Linked DNA regions of Mus musculus: region 1 is linked to region 2. A link is a contact called in public Hi-C data. All regions are on one chromosome and are shown on one strand. Each heading gives the region's core, a stretch centred on a gene start, on an enhancer-like site or on the middle of the called end of the contact. The rest is flanking DNA. Distances are from core to core; before and after follow the strand shown. Region 1 overlaps Tafa1 (TAFA chemokine like family member 1). Region 2 overlaps Suclg2 (succinate-Coenzyme A ligase, GDP-forming, beta subunit).

The links. Hi-C and Micro-C count contacts between places; a contact is called where the count stands out from the background.
Region 1: a contact with region 2 is called in a Hi-C map of the N1E-115 cell line, with 5 times the contacts expected there. The contact joins two enhancer-like sites. A contact is called at or near these places in 2 of 484 Hi-C or Micro-C datasets (the N1E-115 cell line and cortical neurons).

What each region holds. Positions count from the first base shown.
Region 1 is chr6:96,250,317-96,255,145 of GRCm38.p6, forward strand. All of the region lies in intron 2 of Tafa1 (TAFA chemokine like family member 1), which reads left to right. Among named protein-coding and RNA genes, the nearest start is that of Tafa1, 140 kb to the left of the region's middle. Within about 2 kb of position 1,870, at least 5 of the 459 cell types and tissues checked have an H3K27ac peak or open chromatin away from gene starts, as enhancers often do. A contact at or near this core is called in the N1E-115 cell line, where this site is marked.
Region 2 is chr6:95,649,412-95,653,991 of GRCm38.p6, forward strand. The region is part of intron 2 of Suclg2 (succinate-Coenzyme A ligase, GDP-forming, beta subunit); the gene reads right to left. Among named protein-coding and RNA genes, the nearest start is that of Suclg2, 67 kb to the right of the region's middle. Within about 2 kb of position 2,245, at least 52 of the 459 cell types and tissues checked have an H3K27ac peak or open chromatin away from gene starts, as enhancers often do. A contact at or near this core is called in the N1E-115 cell line, where this site is marked.

The DNA.
Region 1 (4,829 bases), core at 620-3,119, 600 kb after region 2:
AGGTCTCTGGTGCTAAGAGGCAAATGCTGTGATCATCCACATGACTTGCTTCTTTATACAGTAATAGGAAAATTGTCAATTACGGATGAATTATGGCTGCCACAGATACCTGTAATTGTCAGCTGCAGTTTTGTAAACATACACAGCTGCCTTTAATTTCATTTAACCAGTCATGTAACTCATTAACACACACCTGCAGTTACCCAAGATACAACACCAAATGAACCTAGCTTTCGGTTTGCAATTTCCCTGTTTCGTATGCTCCCCTGTTTAATTACCACACTCAGAGGGAGGAAGTTGGTGAAAAGTAGGGTTCATCTAAAGAGGAATCCTGGTGATTAGCCTGTAAGCACATATTCAAGTTGCCTTTTTAGACATTGCTGTAAATCACTCGTTTATCACTCACAGCCCAGGGCAATAAGGAAAAGGAAAAAAAAATTATAAAATTGATTTTTTTTTTGCAACTGTTATATCAACAAGTCAAATCATTACAAGATGAATCTTGAAATGTCCTCCCACCATAGACATGGAGGTGGTGGCAGATTCTTATGTTCAAGGGAAAAGTCAACAGAGATTGTATCTTGGAAATATGATCTTACAAGACTAGATTAGCTGGATGCCTTTATTTTTAACTTTCTATTTTCTTCTGTTTTTTTCCACCAAATGAAAATGGGTGAATTGAGTTCTTTATGGTTTTCCCACCAAGCATTGAGTGACTTAGGTACTTTTCTACCAAACTATATCCATATCTTACAAACAACAATAACAATACCCATTATACTTTGGGGAGATATAAACTTATGTCCAGCATCCTCTTCAACATGTCCTCAGTATCACTCAGTGCTATTGGTTTGACTTTCTTCATTGTGTATACTCAGCATTCAGAAACTGAAGAAGCTAAGTAACTTTCTGACATGAAGGTTCCCTTGCCAAATGGGACTCTTGTGATTTAAACCCAGGATGGCTATCTCTGATGGTCACCCTCACTCTTGTGATGCCACTCACAGTGTCCAAGTGTACAAAGATCCTACTCACACCTTCCACACCTGTCACCATTAACTCTTCTTTGTGTACTCTACCTGTTGTACAATGTGCAGAGCATTTTGTGAAAATCTGCCTCTAGTGCCATCAACCTCCTGACTTAAGACTTGGTGTGTTTGGAGACACCAACTCAAAGTGGCTGAAGTATAAAAAGTGACTTATTTAATTATGTAACATCAGATAGCTCAGGTGCCTTTCTCTCTGCTTCATGTTTAACTTGCCCTTTCTTTTATGTTAAGTTTAGTTTTAAGCGGGAACGTCCAAAATGGCGAAGAGGAAGTCCTCACTAACTCTAAGTGTATGTTCTGTAGATCACACTTCCCATTTTCAAGAGCCAAAACTTCAACAAGATTACCTCAAAAATCCTAGGGTTTGTGGCTCATTCTATTTCTGTCACCTCACCAGGCAACATAGAACTTCAGAGATGGAGTTCTGTGTGTAAGTCTTGGGCCTGGAGGGTAAAGGCAGTGAAAATTGAAATCTACTACACATTATCCATATAGAGGAAGGGGAAAGTAAGCTTGGCTTCTAAAGGAGGGCTGGATCATAACTCTATAATTAAGGAGTCTGGATTTTAAGTAGCCAAGTCAAGGGATGCCCTTGTGGTCCATCAGTAGATAAGAAAAAGAGTCATTGTCTTTGCTCATGGTTCAGCAGTTATTTCCCCATTGATGCTTAGGCTTAGCAAAATTTTCTAGGCAAATAGTATAAATGGTGACCAATCTAAAGTGGTCTAGTTCTGTGTCAGCTGTGCCTCTACACAGATCAATACCAAACTACTCACATCAGACCCAATTAGTGTTCATCTGGTATTTACTTCCCAGATGCTTCAAATTACTGAAATGAATGAAGTGGTTTGTGACGTGTCACTGGACACTTTCAAGGACCATTTAGAAAGTGCTGCAGTGGGGGAAGCTGGAAGGTCATGGTTAGGAACTGGGAAGTGGAAAGATGAAGGAGTGGAAAGAATGATGTTTTGTTGAGAAAGCCAGAGGAGGTGGATGATTACGGACGCACTGGGTATGAGTTGAAAAGCTCCTCTATGGCTTTGAAGAGCCTTAGAATCAAGCTCTCAAAGGCTGATTTATTTTCTTTGTTTATGCTTTATTTATTTTATTCCTCCAGGCTCTGAGTGTTAGCATCACTTGTATTTCCAGAGAGACCTCCACAGAACGGTTAAGATTTGATACATTCAATCTGATGATGCTATGGCTCTCTCAAGGCTAAGAGGCAACACTCCAATGTTGAGTGAGAGCCCTGTCATATGGCTCCTCTGAAGTAGTCCCCACGGTAACCCAGGGTGAGAACATGTGCTTTTGAGATTAGTTTTGCTCGGACAGCTACATGGAAAATCCTCTTTTCAAGAAACTCATTCATAGATGTGTGACTCACTTTATGTTCATTACTTACCTTAAATCTATTGGCCTCTGTTTTCTAGTTTTTCATTTTTAGATATGAAAATTCTGTGTCAATCACTTGACTACTGAGAGTGACTAATGCTAGCTCATCTAATGCATGCCATATGATTCATTTTCACTTCTTTCTATTATTTTAAATACTTTTATTCATTGAAAGAGTTATAAACATATACACTATATATTGATCATGTCTCCTGTTTCTCATAGTGTCTCCAATCCTGTCTTTTATCCAACTTCAAGTCTCTTTTTTATTGTTATTAGCAACCCTGAGTTCATTTAGTGCTAACCATATGGACATGAATATATGGCCATCCACTGGGGCATGCATGTCTAAATTACCAGTGTACACAGCCTTAAAGGAGAGTGGCTTTCCCCTTGAGCAATTACCAACCGCCAATGATCCCTCAGATAGGAGTACGGCCACAGGGACACTATGTCATCCATACTGGGTTTTTTAATGTTTTGATCTTTTATGAAGGTCTTGTGCAGGTAATTACAGCTGCTGTGAGTTGACACTTGTCCAGAACTACTGGTTCTTACAGTCTTTCTGCCCCCTTTTCAGTAAAGAACCCCAGGCTTGGATGAGGAGAAGTTGAAAAGGATAACCCATTTATAGCTGAGCACTTGATATTATTTATATATGGCACTTGGACCAGTTATGAATATTCTTTATTGACCAACCTACTGCAATCTGTGCTGCTAAATGGGATTCCCCGAGTCCCCCCTGCCCAAAGAAGAAATGTGTTCTGTGAACATTTAACCAACTTCTGTTATAATCATTCCTGAACTTCCTTTGGCTTTTAGATTATTGTACAATCTCAAGAAATTGGTTAGAATACCATGTCTCTGTATAAATAATGCTTGCAGCCATTGATCTTCATACCATGGTATCCAAACGTGCTGCTTCCTTGAGATTCGTAGTTGTCTCTTCTCATCCCCTCCTGCTCTGGGCTGTACCAGTGACCTTGTGTGGTTTTCCTTCTCTGGCTACCTGAACACTGTTTTGGTTGTCTTGTCCTGAGGCATGTGGAAGGAGGATTAGCTCCACTCTCTCCAAAATTTATTTATTTACTTCCACATAATTCTCCTTGCCTCAGCCATGAGCAAATGCATGCATACACACACACATACACACACATACACACACATCTTATATTATCTACAGAATGCACATGGAACATTTAATCTCTACTTTCTGTGCTATCAAAATTCTGAAGCAAAAAAGCATAAAATAAAAATAAGAGAGGGATTATCAAGAAAAAAAAAAACCTCTAATAGTGAACTGCCATACAATAAATAAAAGTTGACATATATGGATTATATTAATTACATGCCTTATTACAGTTTGTCAGGTCAACAGCATGAGGGGTAGGTAATACTTCCCCCCATTTTAAGATATAGCTCAGACTTGAAGAAATCATACTGGTTCTCCTCAGACATAATCTACATTAAATGGAATTCACGATGAGAACCCATAGAGCACAGATTCCCAGTCCTAACTCATGGTTAGCTGCAGAACTAGTGACTGATCCGTGTGAAGACTATAATGATGGAGGAGCCTAAGAAGTCTTGACAATCCCTGGACCTGTGCCGGTGTTAGCAGAAAGGGATGGTACTGTAGAATCAGCATTTGTTCCAGACATTACATGCTCTCCTCATTTCCCCAGCACTGACGTTATCCTTATTTTATAGATGAGGAAATGGAAGTAGAGAGGGGCTATCACTTATGTCCTATTTAAGATCTGAGCCGGAGCTCAAGATAATCCATGACTGTCAATTGCAATCTCCTAGGTCAGACTCTGTGCCTACCTGCACACCTTGTAGAGCTCCCGTCATAATGTGCTGCACAGGACAAGCCGTGCCCCTTTATGATCTGAGAAACAGAGCTTGTACTTTGAGGGACCAGAAGCTGAAAATTAACAAATCATTAGAGTGCCAGGAGGGAAACAGAAAGGGTCAGAGCTGAACAAGTTACCCAAGGTTTGAATAGAGTCCAAATCTGAAGAAAACATTTGCAGAGTCCTTATTCATGACTGTGTCCCTTTGTTTGCCGCAATACTTCATTAAAAATCAGTCTTGTGCAGTAATTTCAGGGTATTAAAGTTGAACAGCTTAAAGTTATGTAATTAATTGCATTCAGCTTCAGTTACAATTACTAATTGATCCAAGCCTGCCAGCATCACACCTGGCAATAGACAGGCATGCAACAGTGATGCCAGGCAGGTGGTGGCAATAATTAGGTTATTACTTTTTTTCCCCCTTCAAGTACCAGGTGGTCTAAACCCCAGGATCAGGCAGGCTGCATTTGGCCCACGGGTACCATTTCTGTTTCTGGAGCTATTTTGAAGAAACTAAGAATAGTGTCAGGAA
Region 2 (4,580 bases), core at 995-3,494:
TCGCCATGCCTTTCCTCCCTCAGTGGCTGCCACGGCAAGTTTGCCAGGTCATCTCTGGAAGCACTTGTTGAAGGGGGCAGAGTGAGAGGATAAAGGGAGTGAAAGTCGCTGGGGCTGAATAAGATCGCCGCGTGGGGATTCCCACGTGGGGATCATTCTTATCTGAGCTAAACTGGGCTAGGGAATGCTAACGAATCTTCCACCGATATGACAATAGGACAAAAGATTCACAGCATGAAATATGATGGTCAATGCGGACACTATGCAATAATAAAAATAATACTTTTAAGAAAAAAATACTATTTAAGTGATAAGCATGCAGATTTTTTAAAATGTTCACTGTTTTCTAAATTTATAAGCAAATTCATTACCTTGCAATTATACTATTTAATCATATAGATACAATCAAATAATGAAGGAAAGAAAAAATATATTAACATGAAAATATGAAAGGAAATATTAATGTTAATACAGGTTCCCCTTGGATAATGGAATAAAAGAAGATTTTTAGTTTTCTTTTTAAAAAAAATTTTTAGTTTTGATGTTGCTTTTTACTTTTCTGGGTTTTCCAAGATTAAAACATCGTGAAAATTATTAGAGCTGTATGTATTTAAACATCTTGAAAATTACTAGAGGTTTATGTGTTTAAAGTTTCTTTTTAAAAGTCCTAACATCCACAGAGAGGTCCTACAACACGAGCCCTGGGCCATTTCCTCCAAGCACGTTTTCTGCAATTTCAACTGTCTAAGACACTCAGCGAACACTCACGAGTACAGCCCACAAATGAACTAAGACAGAGCAGAGTAAATAATGTATAGCAAAGTTCTGGAAGATGAGGCCCTGGGAGATGAGGCTGTGTGGAACACAACTCTCCTGTTCACTGGCAATGAGCAGGTTTTAAAAACAAGTTGATACCTGACTCCACGAAAGGCACATAATAGAGACACACGGAAGGACACACAGAAATCTGATTCGTTTCCTTTGGTTTAAGTGAAGACTGCATGAAACAATGGAGTCGCACATTTGACAGGATGCCAGGCATGTGGTCTGGGCCAGAAGGTTGAATCTTTGTGGCTTCCAAAGTGTTGTATTCTCACACTGCCGAACGCCAGCTCAGGTTTCCAAAGCATGTTCACACCGTTTCTAAGGAGACTGAACCGAAGCTCCAAGTACAGTCAGTCCCCTCGGCCTGCCTCCCAGAGCCTGCCTGAGGCCCTGGAGGCCCTGACTCCACAGCTCTCCTGTTGCTTCTGTTCAGGGACACAAGACAGTTACTGAAAGGATAACCCTGCCCTGAGGTCTTCCAAGGAGAAGCCCATTCATATTTGAAGAACCAGAAAAAAGAGAAAGAACATTTTAGAAGAGAGCGATTTCTCTGCTAAAATACATATAATGGGAAATGTCATTAAAGGCTGATGAATGGAATTATTTCCAGGAATACAGTTAGGCCAACTATTAATGTCAACTCAGATACTCTTAGGAACCCGTGCATAGCTTGCATAGGTGGTAACTTCCTGCAGCACAACACTGCTATGGTGAACCTCCATGTCCAGGACCTATGTTGAGTGCTTTTCATCTGGACAAGCCAGGCTTACTAGCACCAACCAGAAGGTAACTCTGTGGGATGTGGATGTAGATCCTTCATTACAAGGCTGGCCTAGCAGTAGTCAGAGCCCAAGTGCAAGACTAAGCTACACAAAGGGGTAGAGGAAAGGAGGGAAGGGCGTCAAAAGAAAAGGTGCTCCACATGAAATAATCACATGTACACGTACACACACACACACACACACACACACACACATATACACACAGAGGCACTCGCAACAAAATAAAAAAGACAAAAACAAAACAACACCACTAACAAACAAAAAAAAACAGTATTAGGAAGCTCACGTACTCATCAAGGCCAGAGAATCAGGTTCAGAAATGGTAAAAGCACCAAAGAGGCCACTGGCAGGCAGAAAGACATTAGACTCAGCCCAAGAACTTTCATTCTGGCACCAGCACTGCTAGCTCTGGAAAGCAGACCTTCTTGAACTTCAGGGGAACACACACCCAGGGGACTCAAATTATATCATTGCATTGCTGATCCTGAGACTCATGAGAGGCTGCTAAAATGAGTATTTACTTCACAGAGATCAAAGCTAGCCTTGACTGTCACTGTAAGACAAAGATCCGCTCAGTACAAAGGAAGACCTCAACCGCGCATGGCAAAGCCTCAATAGTTCCGGAGGCTGCTGTGTTTAACTGTCTCAGGATCAACAGCAGCTGCCACTCAGTGTCAGTGGGGAGCAGCTCCCTTAAGACAGGAAGTACAATTCCTTAATGGCGAGTAATTTGCCAGGCTTCAGGATGTAATTATATAAAACAGAGTTAAGTTCTTATATTGATGAATGGAAACATGCTCTAGCTGAAAGCAGCCCAAGCTAGCCGATACCAGTGAGAGCTCCCATCTGCATCTCAGATGGATGTCGCTAGCTCAGAGAAGATTAATTTCTCCATTTAATTCTCCTTCCTGAGTTTAAAAAAAAAAAAAAAAAAAAAAAAAACTGGAGGTTTTCATATATACTTTTTCCTGCTTAATGAAATGCCAAGAGCCTCAGTCAATGTGAAGACAATAAGGAACAAATTGTAGAGATTCTGAAGATTGAGTGGCAGTGCCCCATGTTTTATCTGTGTTTATATCACAGCACTTCTGAGTTATACCAACATCCTCCGTGCAGCTTAGAGAACTAAAGGGCAGTGTACACACCAGTCCTGTGCACAGTGGGTTTGCTCTCACCACCTCTGAATTCCATAGTCCAAATGAAAAGAAAGCACGCATTGATATGCCTTATTAAGGCTCCTAGAGATATTTATTGTGTGTGTGTGTGTGTGTGTGTGTGTGTGTGTGTGTGCACGCACGCAATCAGTTCTCTACTTCTAGCATTGGTCCCAGGAATCAAAGTCAGGTGGATGAGGCGTGGATGCAGCTGTAGCCGCTGGGCCATCTCTCCAGCCCAATCGGTCCTTCTTTAGAGCATACTCAGATGCTCTTGTAAACTTCTGCATAAGTGAACTGCTCATATGGTAAAAGCTTAATTTACCAAGCCAAACTTATTCTCTTCAGTTAGGCATAAACCTGTTTTCAATGCAAGGCAATGAGGATCTTGTTCAAAATCTTATAACTATAAATTGTATTCCAGAAACAATAGTTTAGCATTGACCACTTTAACAAATGTTCAAGTTTAACAAGCTTCTACAACCAGACAGCAAAATGTTCTGTTGCCCAAAGAGAAACAACAAAATGAATCATTAATATCCACAAATTACAGGTCTTATAAACTGCATCTAAGATCCTTCTATATCAAGTTTTAATACAACCTTCTAATTTTATTAATACGCATTTTCCATCTTAAACATGCTGACGCACACAAACCATCTCCCTAGAGCATCACCAAGAGTCAGCCATGAGGAAAAGGCATGAGGGGCAGTATCTAATCTAACAGAGCTGGGGGCAAATCCCGTCTATGTTGATTATTAACTTCACAATGTTGACAAGTGTTTTAACCTTACATTGCCTGCTTCTCTGTCAATAAAGTAAAAATGCTAAGCTAATTATTGACAAGATTTGGTAACTGACTAAATACAAAAGAGGACCACAGAAGATGTGGAGCAATGAGAACGTTTGGGAGCTGAGAGGTAGCATTCTGTTTGGTCCAAGAGAGTTACAAACATGGCAGATCCAGACGACCGGGTATATGGGTTCAGATACCATGAAAGAAAGAGATGTAGGAAGGGGGATGCAGGGACTACACTGGAACATAGGTATACCTAATATCAAGGCACATTTTCAAAAACTTTAATAATATATCATTTTACTTCAAAATGTCCATTGTAGCTAAAATATAAAGTAGTACCCATAGGTTCATGAAGACCACAACTGGTGGGGCCATTTTGAAAAGTTGTAAATCTTGAGGAGTCAAAACCTGAGAAGGCAAAGTAGACCTCTTAAGGTTTTATAGCCCAGCCTCTCTCTCTCTCTCATTCATATATAAAATCTCAGCACCATCAGGAAGACATACATCTTCACAGCTTTAATCTTACCCTCAAACATATTTGGTAAGAGTGTTCTTGTGGCTCCTGTCACTCTGCAGTGGTGAGAACAGGAGCACTGTGGAGTTCGGCCAGATTCTTTTCCTTGGCTGTCTGTAGACAATCCCAGTGACAATGACACAGACACCTCCTTTCACACTCACTATCAGTTTGTTCCATTTTAAACCTACAATTTCAGCATCTCCTTTTAAATGTCATCAATTTCCTCTCGGATCAACAGAATCCAACATCAGAAACTAGATGCTCCCTCAGTCTAGAGCAACTACTCTCTGAGTGTGAACCTGCCCGCTTGCTTGTCTGCTTGCTCACTGAATGAGCTGCTCTCTGAGTGTGAACCTGCCTGCTTGCTTGTCTGCTTGCTCACTGAATGAGCTGCTGCCTCAACACCAGGACTCTGCCTCGGCCTTGAAAAATGGGCCAAGGAAAAGCTAAGACCAACTTCACTTTACTTTTTTGTTCTCATTTTCAAACCCCTAAAACAAAAC